2 separate regions of the Mus musculus genome follow, and region 1 is linked to region 2. The links are chromatin contacts, called in public HiChIP or PLAC-seq maps. All regions are on one chromosome and are shown on one strand. Each heading gives the region's core, a stretch centred on a gene start, on an enhancer-like site or on the middle of the called end of the contact. The rest is flanking DNA. Distances are from core to core; before and after follow the strand shown. Region 1 has its middle 83 kb from the start of Galnt3. Region 2 has its middle 26 kb from the start of Csrnp3.

What was found. HiChIP or PLAC-seq counts read pairs in DNA pulled down with a chosen protein or histone mark.
Region 1: a contact with region 2 is called in an H3K4me3 HiChIP or PLAC-seq map of forebrain, with 5 times the contacts expected there. The contact joins two enhancer-like sites. A contact is called at or near these places in 1 of 39 promoter capture datasets (embryonic stem cells), 7 of 484 Hi-C or Micro-C datasets (ECoMG myeloid progenitors, LSK cells, the N1E-115 cell line and 3 more), 6 of 115 datasets of contacts at active chromatin or transcription factors (embryonic basal ganglia, embryonic hindbrain, forebrain and 2 more) and 1 of 9 other capture datasets (embryonic stem cells).

Annotation. Positions count from the first base shown.
Region 1 is chr2:66,038,969-66,044,947 of GRCm38.p6, reverse strand. No RefSeq gene overlaps it. Among named protein-coding and RNA genes, the nearest start is that of Galnt3, 83 kb to the left of the region's middle. Within about 2 kb of position 2,672, at least 39 of the 459 cell types and tissues checked have an H3K27ac peak or open chromatin away from gene starts, as enhancers often do. A contact at or near this core is called in forebrain, neural progenitor cells and neural stem cells, where this site is marked.
Region 2 is chr2:65,816,485-65,822,226 of GRCm38.p6, reverse strand. No RefSeq gene overlaps it. Among named protein-coding and RNA genes, the nearest start is that of Csrnp3, 26 kb to the left of the region's middle. Within about 2 kb of position 3,561, at least 108 of the 459 cell types and tissues checked have an H3K27ac peak or open chromatin away from gene starts, as enhancers often do. A contact at or near this core is called in forebrain, neural progenitor cells and neural stem cells, where this site is marked.

The DNA of each region.
Region 1 (5,979 bases), core at 1,423-3,922, 220 kb before region 2:
CCTTACTGCTTTTTAGCTATGCGATTAGGACTTGGGAGTTAAACTTACAAGAACCAGTCAGAGAATGCTATGGTACACCTCATTTGGCAATGACCTCCGTCTGCTTTAGAGACAGTAATATGTACACAATTTTAAGTGAGACACTAGTATTTCCTCTATGGCTAGGTAGTCGAGTTTAAGTATAATCCTGAAACTATGCTTTCTACACAATGTTCCGGGTCATATGCAGTTACTTACATGTAAAATAAGGTAAAATCAGTTAGGAGGTATGCTACTTGGTTGTATTGGACACATGCCAAGTGAGACATTTCAAGTCGCTACCGGCAAGTGTGTTGAACATCATATGGGCACAGAACACATAACTTACACAACCTCAGAAGATCGTGTAAGTTAGGCAGTACACCACTATAGGACCTGTTTGCTTTTCCATTATACCTAAAAATCATGAGTTGAGGTTTCTCTAGTAACCGCATTAGTTGTACGCCTTGAAAATTGGGAACAGGATGGCATTGTATGGAAAAATCAGCAGAGAGGAAGCACACAAGAAGAAACTCGAAAATGGAGTTGTTTTGTCTGAACTGACGGCGGGCAATTGGTAGTTCAAGCAAGAGCAAATTTCCCCTTAGGTAGAAAGCAAAGAACAGCCCAGCTAAAGGGTCTGTGCTGCTTATGTCTGGAAGGCTGGGAATGGCGCATTGTCTGATACACAGCTCTGGCAGCCAAGGCGTCCACTGGGCTCCCAGTAGGTTCCTGCTGGCAGTTGTCACCATGACAACACTCAAGACGAGGCCAGAGACCCGAAAGCAGCTGCTCCCCTGCCATTGCCCCCGTGCCCCCCGCCCATGCAGAGTGGCCCTAACAACCTAATTGGTCAATCACTGTGAAATCTCCCAAGAGCTCAATTTAAACTCAATTTATTTCAGTAAAAATGTAAGTCCTGGAAAGAAGTCCAGATATTAAACCTAACCCCAAATAAATTGTTAGGCCTCTCTCTGTTTTTTTTTTTTTTTTTTTTTTTTTTAAGAAAACATAAATTGCACCATATCCTGTCAGTGTGCTGATTCCTGTAGGAGACAGTGCTGCTCCCCGCCAGTTCTGCCTGTCTTTGCAAGCACATGGTAGGGCAGGATTACCCAGTGCCTTTGTTCCCCAGGAACGGTGAGAGCGTGAGAGCGTATCTGTAGGAAATCACTCGTGAGGGTGCCCACTTGGTAATAGGAATTAAAATCCACTTCTGTGTCAGTGTGATGGACTTTGCAATGTTTGAGTGGGAGGGACACCTGTCACTCCCAGGTAGAAACCTAAGGGAACATTGTGGATGTCCGCCTCTCTGAGTGTCCAGGGTGGCAAAAAGCTCTTTGAGTCCCACTGTCTGAGGAGGAAGAAACAGGGCAAAGCTTTGCCCGTTCGTTCAGGGCAGGCCTGAAGGCAGACCAGAGTCCATGCTGTGGGGGCTTTGGGTGTCCCTTGCTTCTCTAACACATTCTAGAATCTTGTGACTAAAAATATACTAGTAAAAAGAGTTCACAGAAAGGATATATCTGAAATGAATTATTTTTAGGGATATTGTACAAGAAGAAATCTACCAAGTGCAGAATCTACTGAGTTGGGTTTGGTTTTGTTTGTTTGTTTGTTTGTTTTAAATATCTGCGAAATTGTAGGAACTTTTTTCGTGCTGATGTTGTTTTGCACAGTAAGATAGCTTACGGTTGGTTTATGTTAAAAGAAAATGTTGTTCGGCTACTAGTAACTATCTTGGTCTCCAAAGACTTCTTGATATTAAAATATACACAAAATATTGAATATTGCCAGTACAATGACATTAAGGTTATGAAGGAAAATATTCTAGGCCTCACTTTTAGTAAATTGACACTATGTGTAAATCTGCTGAGAAAAAAAGGTGAGCTATGCTTTATGGATTATTTGATATTTTAATGACCTTCAGAGCAATGTGAAATATGAACACTCAATTTTTATAACTTTAGATACAATGGCTTGATTTTTCTCAGTTCATCTATATTTTAATAAAGTGGATTTTTCAATGGCTTGTGATTGTGACAAAATGTCAAGCATTCCTTAAGGGCTTTGTCATATTGTCATATTTATCATAATTAAAGCAATATCTCAAACAATAAAACAATAGCAACCAAAAAAAAAAAAGAAACTGATTATTTTAATGCCAACTTCCTTATTACAATCTGAGGAGCGGGTTACTTGAGAAAGATCAGTTCTATGGTTTGTATGTGTCTTCTAGTGTTTTGAAAATCTGTGTGGAATAAAATTTAAAATTTTAAAGGAGTCATTTTATAAACATGAAACTTAGCATTTAACTCTTTTAAAACACAATTCAATGAATAAAGCTGATGGGTTTTATTAAAGCCACAGCTATTATTTTCTTTCCTTTATTTCATTATTCAGAATACAATAAAATATCTTATAATGAAATCGTTATTATTATTATTATTATTATTATTATTATTATTATTATTATTTTAACGCAGAAACATCAGGGATCACCTGAGTGAAAACCTCGTATTTCCATTCAGGATGTAGACCTCTGGTGTTCTGCCTGTTGACCAGTAAGGGGCGCCATCACAAAGTGATTGCAGAGATCTGAGGTCTGCGGGGCTTTTCTGGTGTCCATCTTGTTCAGTTGCTTTTCTAGGCCACTGCTGAGCATACTGTACCCTATAGGCTCACATCACCACCACAGCAGGAAAGGCTGCCGCAGAGCTCAAGGCTGAGCTTTTAGATTTCTTCTTTCCAGTGCTCCACGCTGTTAAGCCAAAGCTTCCATTTCCTAGGACGCAGGCCAAAGGCTTGGCTGCCAGTCCCGCTGCTGTTACTAATTGCCTGCTCCTGCTCAGGTTTCTTTATGAAGTCCTCTCACTCCTTCAATATTAAATGTAAATTACACGTTTCTCTCAAGTCCGCCCACCCAGCCCTTTCAGGAACAGCCATTTGTTCCTGTGCACCTGGAGGTAATTCTTACTCTGTGTGTGTGTGTGTGTGTGTGTGTGTGTGTGTGTGCGCGCGTGCGCGCGCGTGTGTTTTATCCACCGAACTGACTTGCGCAACCACGCTATCCCCCCCAACTTCTCCGACCCCCAACCCTGACTTCCCTGGATGCTCAGCAGGACTGAGCTGACATGTTTTAGAGATGGCCAAAACGGAAACAATTCAAGCAACTGAGCGTCTCAGAGATGCCATCTGACTCCCATCCCCACTGTTTCAACAACCTCAAAAGCTGCCTACAAGCTTTTGAGTGTGGCAACTAGCCACGCGTGGCTGTTTCAAGAAACGACGATAATGGATATTACAAACATGTTTTGGTGGCCAAACACAGACTTCCAAAGATAGGTCTCCCCTAGCAAAGCGAAGCAATTATCCCAATCAGTCAAGTGAAAAGGTCCATTTACGCCTCAATTCTCTGGCTAATTCAGGCAAAAGTAAAATTTTCATCTGAATGATCTCAGTAATTGGCTTACTGCTTTGCTTTATCGGAGGGAACTTGACAAAGAAACAGAGGCTGCTTCATACTAGCAGGTTAGTGATGACCCCAAGGAACAGGGTGCACAGAAGAGGTTTCTGAGAAGCATCCGAGTGCAGACCTTGTGTTGAAATTTCAACAGACAGCGCCTCATTGAGGAGGGTGATTAGTGGGGCTTTCAAATTCATCCTCTCCTGCTATCCTTCCCTCCAGCCACCTGTCACTCCTTCCTCAGTGTTTCTAGCTCACAGCCACACACCACTGAGGACGAAGGGAGCAAATGAAACAATCCATCTGTCTGTCATCCTTGACTCCATCCTTCAGTTGAACCCGCTGTATTCCCACGGCCATTGTTCAGATGACCATTGATGCTTTGCTGGGCTCTTATCCATTTGACTCGAGCTTGGGGCTTTTGGTTGTAGGTGCAAAGCCATGTACTGCAAACAAAGGTGAGACAGATAGGCATCTTGGCTATTCACAATTGATTCCTGTCTTTTATCCATTCCTGTCTTATATCTTATATCCTCTAGAGCACTTTGCCCTCTTAAAATGCCAAACTTCTCACCACTTTGCTGTCTGATAGGTAAGCCCTAGTATGGCTTGAAAGTACATTGGGGAGCAGGCACTGGCTTCAAATTCATTCTCTTCTCTTGTCTCCCTCTTGTGGTCTTACATCTAAGTAATTGGAAATCTCTAGTGTTGCCTATAGTGGCCACTTTGATCAGAAATATCTCTTTCTGCCTTTACCCAACTTTATATCTGTACTGCTTTGCTGTTTATTTTTTACTTTTTAAAAAATCTACTCTTTTTTATTAGGTATTTTCTTTATTTACATTTCAAATGTTATACCCTTTCCTGGTTTCCCCCTCCGAAAACCCCCAATCCCTTCCCTCTCCCCCTGCTCCCCAACTCACCCACTCCTGCTTCCTGGCCTTGGCATTCTCCTACATTGGGGCATTGAACCTTCACAGGACCTATAGCCTCTCATCCCATTGATGACCGACTAGGCCAACCTCGGCTACATATGCAGCTGGAGCCATGAGTCCCTCCATATGTAGTTGCTGGTTTAGTCCCTGGGGGTACTGGTTGGTTCATATTGTTGTTCCTCCTATGGGGCTGCAAACCCTTTCAGCTCCCTGAGTCCTTTCTCAAGCTCCTTATCTGGGGACCCTGTGCTAAGCCCAATGGTTGGCTGAGAGCATCCACCTCTGTATTTGTCAGGCACTGGCAGAGCCTCTCAGGAGACAGCTATATCAGGCTTCTATCAGCAAGCACTTGTTGGCATCCACAAAAGTGTCTGGGTTTGGTGATTGTATCTGAGATGGATACCCAGATGGGGCAGTTTCTGGATGGTCATTCCTTCAGTCTCAGCTCTAAACTTTGTCTCTGTAACTCCTTCCAGGGGTATTTTGTTCCCCCTTCTAAGAAGGATCAAAATATCTTCCTTCTTGAGTTTCATGTGGTTTGTGAATTGTATCTTGGGTATTCCGAGCTTCTGGGCTAATATCGATTTATCAATCAGTGCATACCATGTATGTTCTTTTGTAATTGGGTTACCTCACTCAGGATGATATTTTCTAGTTCCATCCATTTGCCTAAGAATTTTGTAAATTCATTGCTTCTAATAGCTGAGTAGTACTCCATTGTGTAAATGTACCACATTTTCTGTATCCATTCCTCTGTTGAAGGACATTTGGGTTCTTTCCAGCTCCTGGCTATTATAAATAAGGCTGCTATGAACATAGTGGAGCATGTGTCCTTATTACATGTTGGAGCATCTTCTGGATATTTGGTGTTTGTTTTTAATTATCAAAATTGTCCTTCTGATATTACAGCAATGTCTGTCATCCAAGGCTTTCATCCTTTAATTCCACAGGGAATATTGCCATAGCCTTTAGGTACCTAAATTATCCAAAACTATAGTTAGTTCTTTTAACTAGGCATCTTCTACTGTGGTTTTTACTATTGTTACCCCCCTCCTCAGAACATACACTACTGCATGCTCTAGTAAGTGAATTCCCCTTTAAATTGCACCAATTTGAATTCAGCTCCCTATTTCATGTGGGGTCTGAGTATCATGAAGGGTCAACCTCATACCAGTAAATACACACATTCATTTTTTTTTTCAAACCTGAGTTCAAAGTGTCTATCAGTCTCTTCCCTCTTACACTGGATTTTCCTATATTAAAAACAAAACAAAACAAAACAAAACACATCTTTATTCCTTCTTTCAAATGATGAACAGGCTGAATTGCACAGAGATATGTCAGGAATATTTCTTCCAGGATTCACTTGTTATCCTTCAGAAGTGGTCTCAGCTGTAAGGAAACACCCTGCTCACAAATACAACTTTCTTGGGCTGTGATGCGGATGTATCATGGCAGGGCTTTGTGATGTCATAGCTTCAGTTTGCTCAGGAACAGCTCTCACGTGTGCTAGACATCTTGGAGAGGTCAGCTGAGTAGCTGCAAGTAGCCCAGGTTCTTCTA
Region 2 (5,742 bases), core at 2,312-4,811:
GGCTTTCATACATTTAGAATTAATAGGCCCATTTACATGCATTCTAGGACAGCATATCCCAAGCCAGTAAGTCCTTGTGTGTATGTGTTCACATGTGCACATGTGTTTATGTAATGATTAAGCCACAGTTCTCCAGAGCAGTTTGGCAAACATTAACTTTTAAGTTTTGTACTCACAAGACAAATACACTTGAGGTCAGGTGTTAAGATACCTATGTTTATAGTTAGGTAGGCTTATAAATCTCTGTCTGAGAGTACCTTGAGTAGTAAACTCAAATTATGGAATTGCTTAGAGATCAAACAGGCGAGTATGCATACACCACAATTTCCCCCTTCCATTGAGAAAAACGGACAAATCTTTAAGTATTAGGACAGAAAACTACCATGGAACCCTAAAGATAATCTTCCTTGCAAGGGGAGAGCATGGCAAGTGATTCTGTAGATAAAGAAGCCTTATGCTGTTTGGAGGGCTCAAGCATTGGTTAGCAAAGTGAATAATGACGAACAGTAGAAGGTGGGGATTTTGTGACTATGAGTTTGGTTTGCACATGTAGAATCAATTTGGACTCAGCATTATGGTGGTGTGTGTCTTAAAGCAACAAGCTGAGAGCAGTGCCTTCTGGGAGCAGGTCTAGTCAGGAAAGAATTACCAATATAACAGAGGAGATTTATGTTTTTCTTAATAAGTCTCTGGCAGTGAAGATGTTAGAGATTCACCCTCTTTTCCTTGGTCTGACCTTGGATTTGAAGCATTGCTTTGGCGAGAAGCAAGTTTCTAGCTTGTCTCAGATATACGTGAAGAGAACCTGACCATCTCTGGAGTATCTGTCAGCCATTGTAGTTATATAATTCATTGTATTGCAAAGGGGCATCTCATTTAGACATAACTAGTGTTTTGTTATGAAACATTAAGATAGATTTTGAAGTTCTTTCTCAAGGCTGTGGCTCATTTCTGAGACGTAGAAATTGCAATTCTCTCCCTGGCATTCTTATTCATAGTCTAACTGGAGGTCTATAATGTCTCTGAGCATTGGGAAAAAACAAAACAAAACATGGAGTTGTCAAAAAATCGGGTGAGGGCAAGTCAATATTGTTATTCTACATTACCCTTAGGAGTCAGAATTCACCAACAAAAGCTTCTTGCTACTTCTTGACCCACAAACCCACCTTTTTCATTCCACTGTCAAAGGTGTGTTTCAGTTCCTGCCAAGCCAAACCTCTGGGAGAACAGTTTTCAAATGCCCTTTCAGCCTTGTTAAGAAACTAGCTCTGAGGCCCACATCTGTAATTTAGGAGCAGCATAAGGCCAAGGATGGCCTTGGGAAAATTTTGTGTCAGTTTAGACTGTTTCCTATTTTGTGATACAAGACTGTTTTCTAACCATGGGGTTTTTTTTTTTTTTTTTGTTTTGTGTTTTGTTTTTTAGCCGACAGCTCATTGGCTAATTTCTCCCAGAAGATCTCTCTTTTGACATACCTTTTTTTTTATGTATGTAAGTTGGCAATATTTAAAATTCTAGCACCTTCTTTAAAATAAGTGCCACTTCTGGATTTCCTAGACATGGTTTGCAGAGCCAGGCTGTGTTCTTTCTTGATAAAAATGAGCAGGCACTATCTTCTTGGTCCTCCTTGACAGGCACCATGTTGTCTCTGGCTTTGATCTCCTGTTCACAACCCATTTTTTCCTCAGAGCTATGTGACACTAGAAACACAAGACACCTTACTCTGAGGTCTAATGAACTCTTAGGTCACTTTCAGTTCTGGAGTTCTGACTCTCCTTTCCCCAAAAGACCAACACAGGATAAGAAAGATTGCTGGCAGCTTAAGTGGATCTCACAGGATGAAGAGAGTTGGGCATGCTCAGCTTCTGAGCACAGATGTAAAAAACCCTTCTTGGAGAACAAGGGTTGCTCCTTTACAGATATGATCCTCAACTTCTGAGGAAGTGGGGTGAGTGAAGAATCGACACAGTGCATGGTGTCGTAGGAAGAACGACGAGGCACAAATGTAGCTGAGGGATTTCATTTTCAATGGTATTCTTATATCTTAGGTGTGTTTCTTTTCAGAACATAAAAAGAACACATGATTTGTTCATAGTTTAAAATTTCAGGAATACTTAAAATAGTATATCCATCATGTTACTTGTGTTTCTTAAACCTCTGCAAGGATATTTTGAGCATTAGGCCTATGCACGCAGCATGGGTGTCTAAATGTTTATTTCAAGTGATTATAACAAAGATTTATTGCGCATCTCTGTGTGCGGTAGAGACTACAAACCAAACCAAAGAATTCATAGTGAATTTCAGGAAACCCTCAATCTACAATGAGGAGGTGAAGTAAATTAACATGCCATTAACACCAAGCTAGATGACAGACCTGTCCAAAGCACCATACACCATAATGTCAAGATTTACAAACATTTGCCGAGAAAGCATGCAAACAATGTCACAGTTTCCAATGCAATGACAACAACAAATAAATAAATAAAACCTTTTTGGAGCTATAATTGTTAATATTGCAATTTCGAACATGATGACTGACTGAAGAGGAAAACTACCTGCCAGAGAGGTGCATGTATCATGACTAATCACGTGGTCAAAATATTTATCACAAAGTGGAAAAAAAATACTAAAGCATTGTGAATCTGCCCTTAAAACAGAGCTTCTCTGTAAACATTGTTGCAGTCAAAGTAATGGAGTTCAGTTTCCCAGAGCAGCTCATAAACACAGGACTTTGACTCAGAATCCAGGGGACCTGGGTACTGTAAGTAATTACTATAATTTAAAATACTTCTCTGAAAGATTTTTATTCTCCTCATAGGATATAAACCAACCATAACATGATTTTAGGAGTTTGTGATTAATGCTTTAAAAAATTATCCAACTATAAAAACATACAGTGGTAGAAAAGGAAAAACAAAACTTTCTCCTGATTTAATTTAAAGATGATAATTGATTTGTTTTTTCAAAGGACCTTAATTCTGAAAATGTTCTTGGCGTAGTTTTTTTTGTTTGTTTGTTTGTTTTGTTTCTTGTTTTTTAATTTGTAGAATCTAATGATTCCCCAGGTAACAAGATCCCCAATGAAACTACAATTAGATGCTAGATAGACTGTTTTCAAATCTACAGTGTTATTAGATTATCATTGCTTTGCAAATTAAAACTTACTTTCATTCCTGTATAAAATGGCCAAAGGGAAAATAAGATTCATATTAGTGGAAAACAGTAAGCAGGAATCACAAAAAATTGTGACTGAGTTTCTCATCCACATGAAAAACAGAGTTTGCAAAACACATGGTGTTTTAAAGTATCAGATCTTTATTTGTCTAAAAATTAACAGAAGAAACGCGTGACCGCCCACTAAGCAAAAAGAGCGTGGTAAACGGGATCTTTCAAACTTACTACCGATTGATCAAATGTACAGTTGTCAACCCAATCAATTCCTCCAGCTGATCAACATTTCCATTCCTGGAAGAAAAAGCGTGCCTCTGAGCTGTATACTATTCTCTGAAGACCGAAAACCGTGGTTGCCACAGCAACTGCAAACTGAGGCAGTGTCTGTCATGACCCAGTAGCAGTGTAATGGAAAACATCTGCCTGGAAATCACGAACTGGCACAAGGTCTTAGAGAGGAAGTATTCAAGAGAATTTAACCTGAACCGATTTCCTCAGTTCTAGTCGCAGGCTCTCCCGCTGCCTATGTTTATAACGCTGCTACTACTGCCAACATCTGCAGCACACAAAAGGGAAACAGAGAGAGGAAATGGATTGCTTTGTTCGCCGCCAAGAATACATCTTCCGAGGCAGTACGGTTGCTCTTAAACATACAGTTTCTAAAAAATAAAGTCGCTTTCCCGATCAAAGATTACAAAGAACAGTGAAATCATTTTTATTCTTTGACCCAAATCAGTGGTCTCCCACGTCGGCTCGGCTCGGAATTCCATGCAGAGCTTGTTAAAACACAGTCGCTGGTCCCCACCCCTTAGTTCTGATTCAGACTCTCAAGCTGGAGTTTAAGAACCTGGATTTTTAAAAGCTGCTGGGCAACTCGGCTGGTGCAGACCCAGGACACACAATCTAAGAAATACATGTAAACCACAGACCTTAAAGAATTCCTCAGGTTTGCTAATAATAGCACCTTGAGAAGAATAAGACTAAATTCTTCTTGTAGACTCACTTCAACTATATAGACTGCAGTGGCTTAGAAACCACTGGCTTTCCATGCAAAAAATCACCTTAAAATGCAAATTTTTCAGGTTCTAACCCTAGAGACTGGTTTTAGATGGTCTTGGACAACACTGAGTATCTAGTTAATTTCTTCATCAAGTGAAGTTGGTTAAGCAAGCCTGTTCCTCTATCTTAGGAACAGCTGATTTGGGGCACAATGGCACATTGTGCTGTATGGTGATCATCTGCCGAATTGGCCTTCAACTGTGCTCCTTGACCCCGTTACTCAGTGTTGATAGGTCTGGATGGGGTAGGGGAATCCTGAATTGCATCAAGAACTACTAGAACTTGGTGAAGGTGACCACCATATCAGTCTTCACAGTGAGATGTTTAAGACATCTTTAGAAAAAGGAGGGGAAAAAGAAATCCAGAATTGCATAATAGAAATGGCTCGGTCAATAAACTACGTGCTGCATAGTCATGAAGACCTGAGCTCAGATTCATAGAACCTACCAAAAAAGCTGTGGGTGTGTCGGGGGAGACTGAAGAGATGGCTCAGCGGTTAAGGGCACTGGCTACTCTCCCAGAGGACCCAGGTTCAAATCCTAACATCCACAAGGCAGCTCACAACTGTCTGTAACTGCAGTTCCAGTGACTCAGTTCCAGAGGCTCTGATACCTCTGATACCTTCACACCCACGTGCATATATGTAGGCAAAACATCAATGTCCATGAAATGAAAATTTAAAAAGTAACTTTGTATCCTCAGCACTGTTGCAGGAAGGGTAGAGACAAGTAGAGCCCTGAAGTGTACTGGATAGACAGTCTAGGCCTCCATTTAGTGAGAGGCCTGCATCTCAAGAAATAAAGGAGCGTCATCACTGAAAGACACTTGATGTCAAGTGCTGGTCTCAACATGCACGTCCACAGAACAAAGAAACAAAGAACACACACGGTACACACTCACTCACACACTATACACACACACACTACTCTATATACATACTATATATAGACACTGGACACACACTGTAAATCCAATATTCACACACTATATATTACATGTATACCATACACATACCACACAACTATATATTCACTATATATATACACACTATACATACATGCTTGCTACACACATGTGTGTATACACACAAGCACACACACACTATATATTTATATATATATATATATATATCGATATAGATATATGCAACTATACATACACTATGTACATGCATGATATACACACATTATACATATATGAACACTACACATCAGCACACATACACAACATAAACACATACACACACACTTCTGGAAATTTATATTCTGGCTTTTACAACATGTCCACAACTGAAAGCAGCCAGGTGTCTGTGAAAGGGAAGTGTGTGTCTTCATCTTAGGGAGGAACTGACACTATTCTTTCATGCCGGTATTGTTAGAATACTGGGTTGCCTTTAGGTGAATGTATGGACTTTCTTCTAGTTCTGAATGATATCTGTCACAGTTAAACTTTGATTGAATTTTAGCAAAAACTAGATATTGGATCAACTAATTCCTTAAACTTGAATTTCTG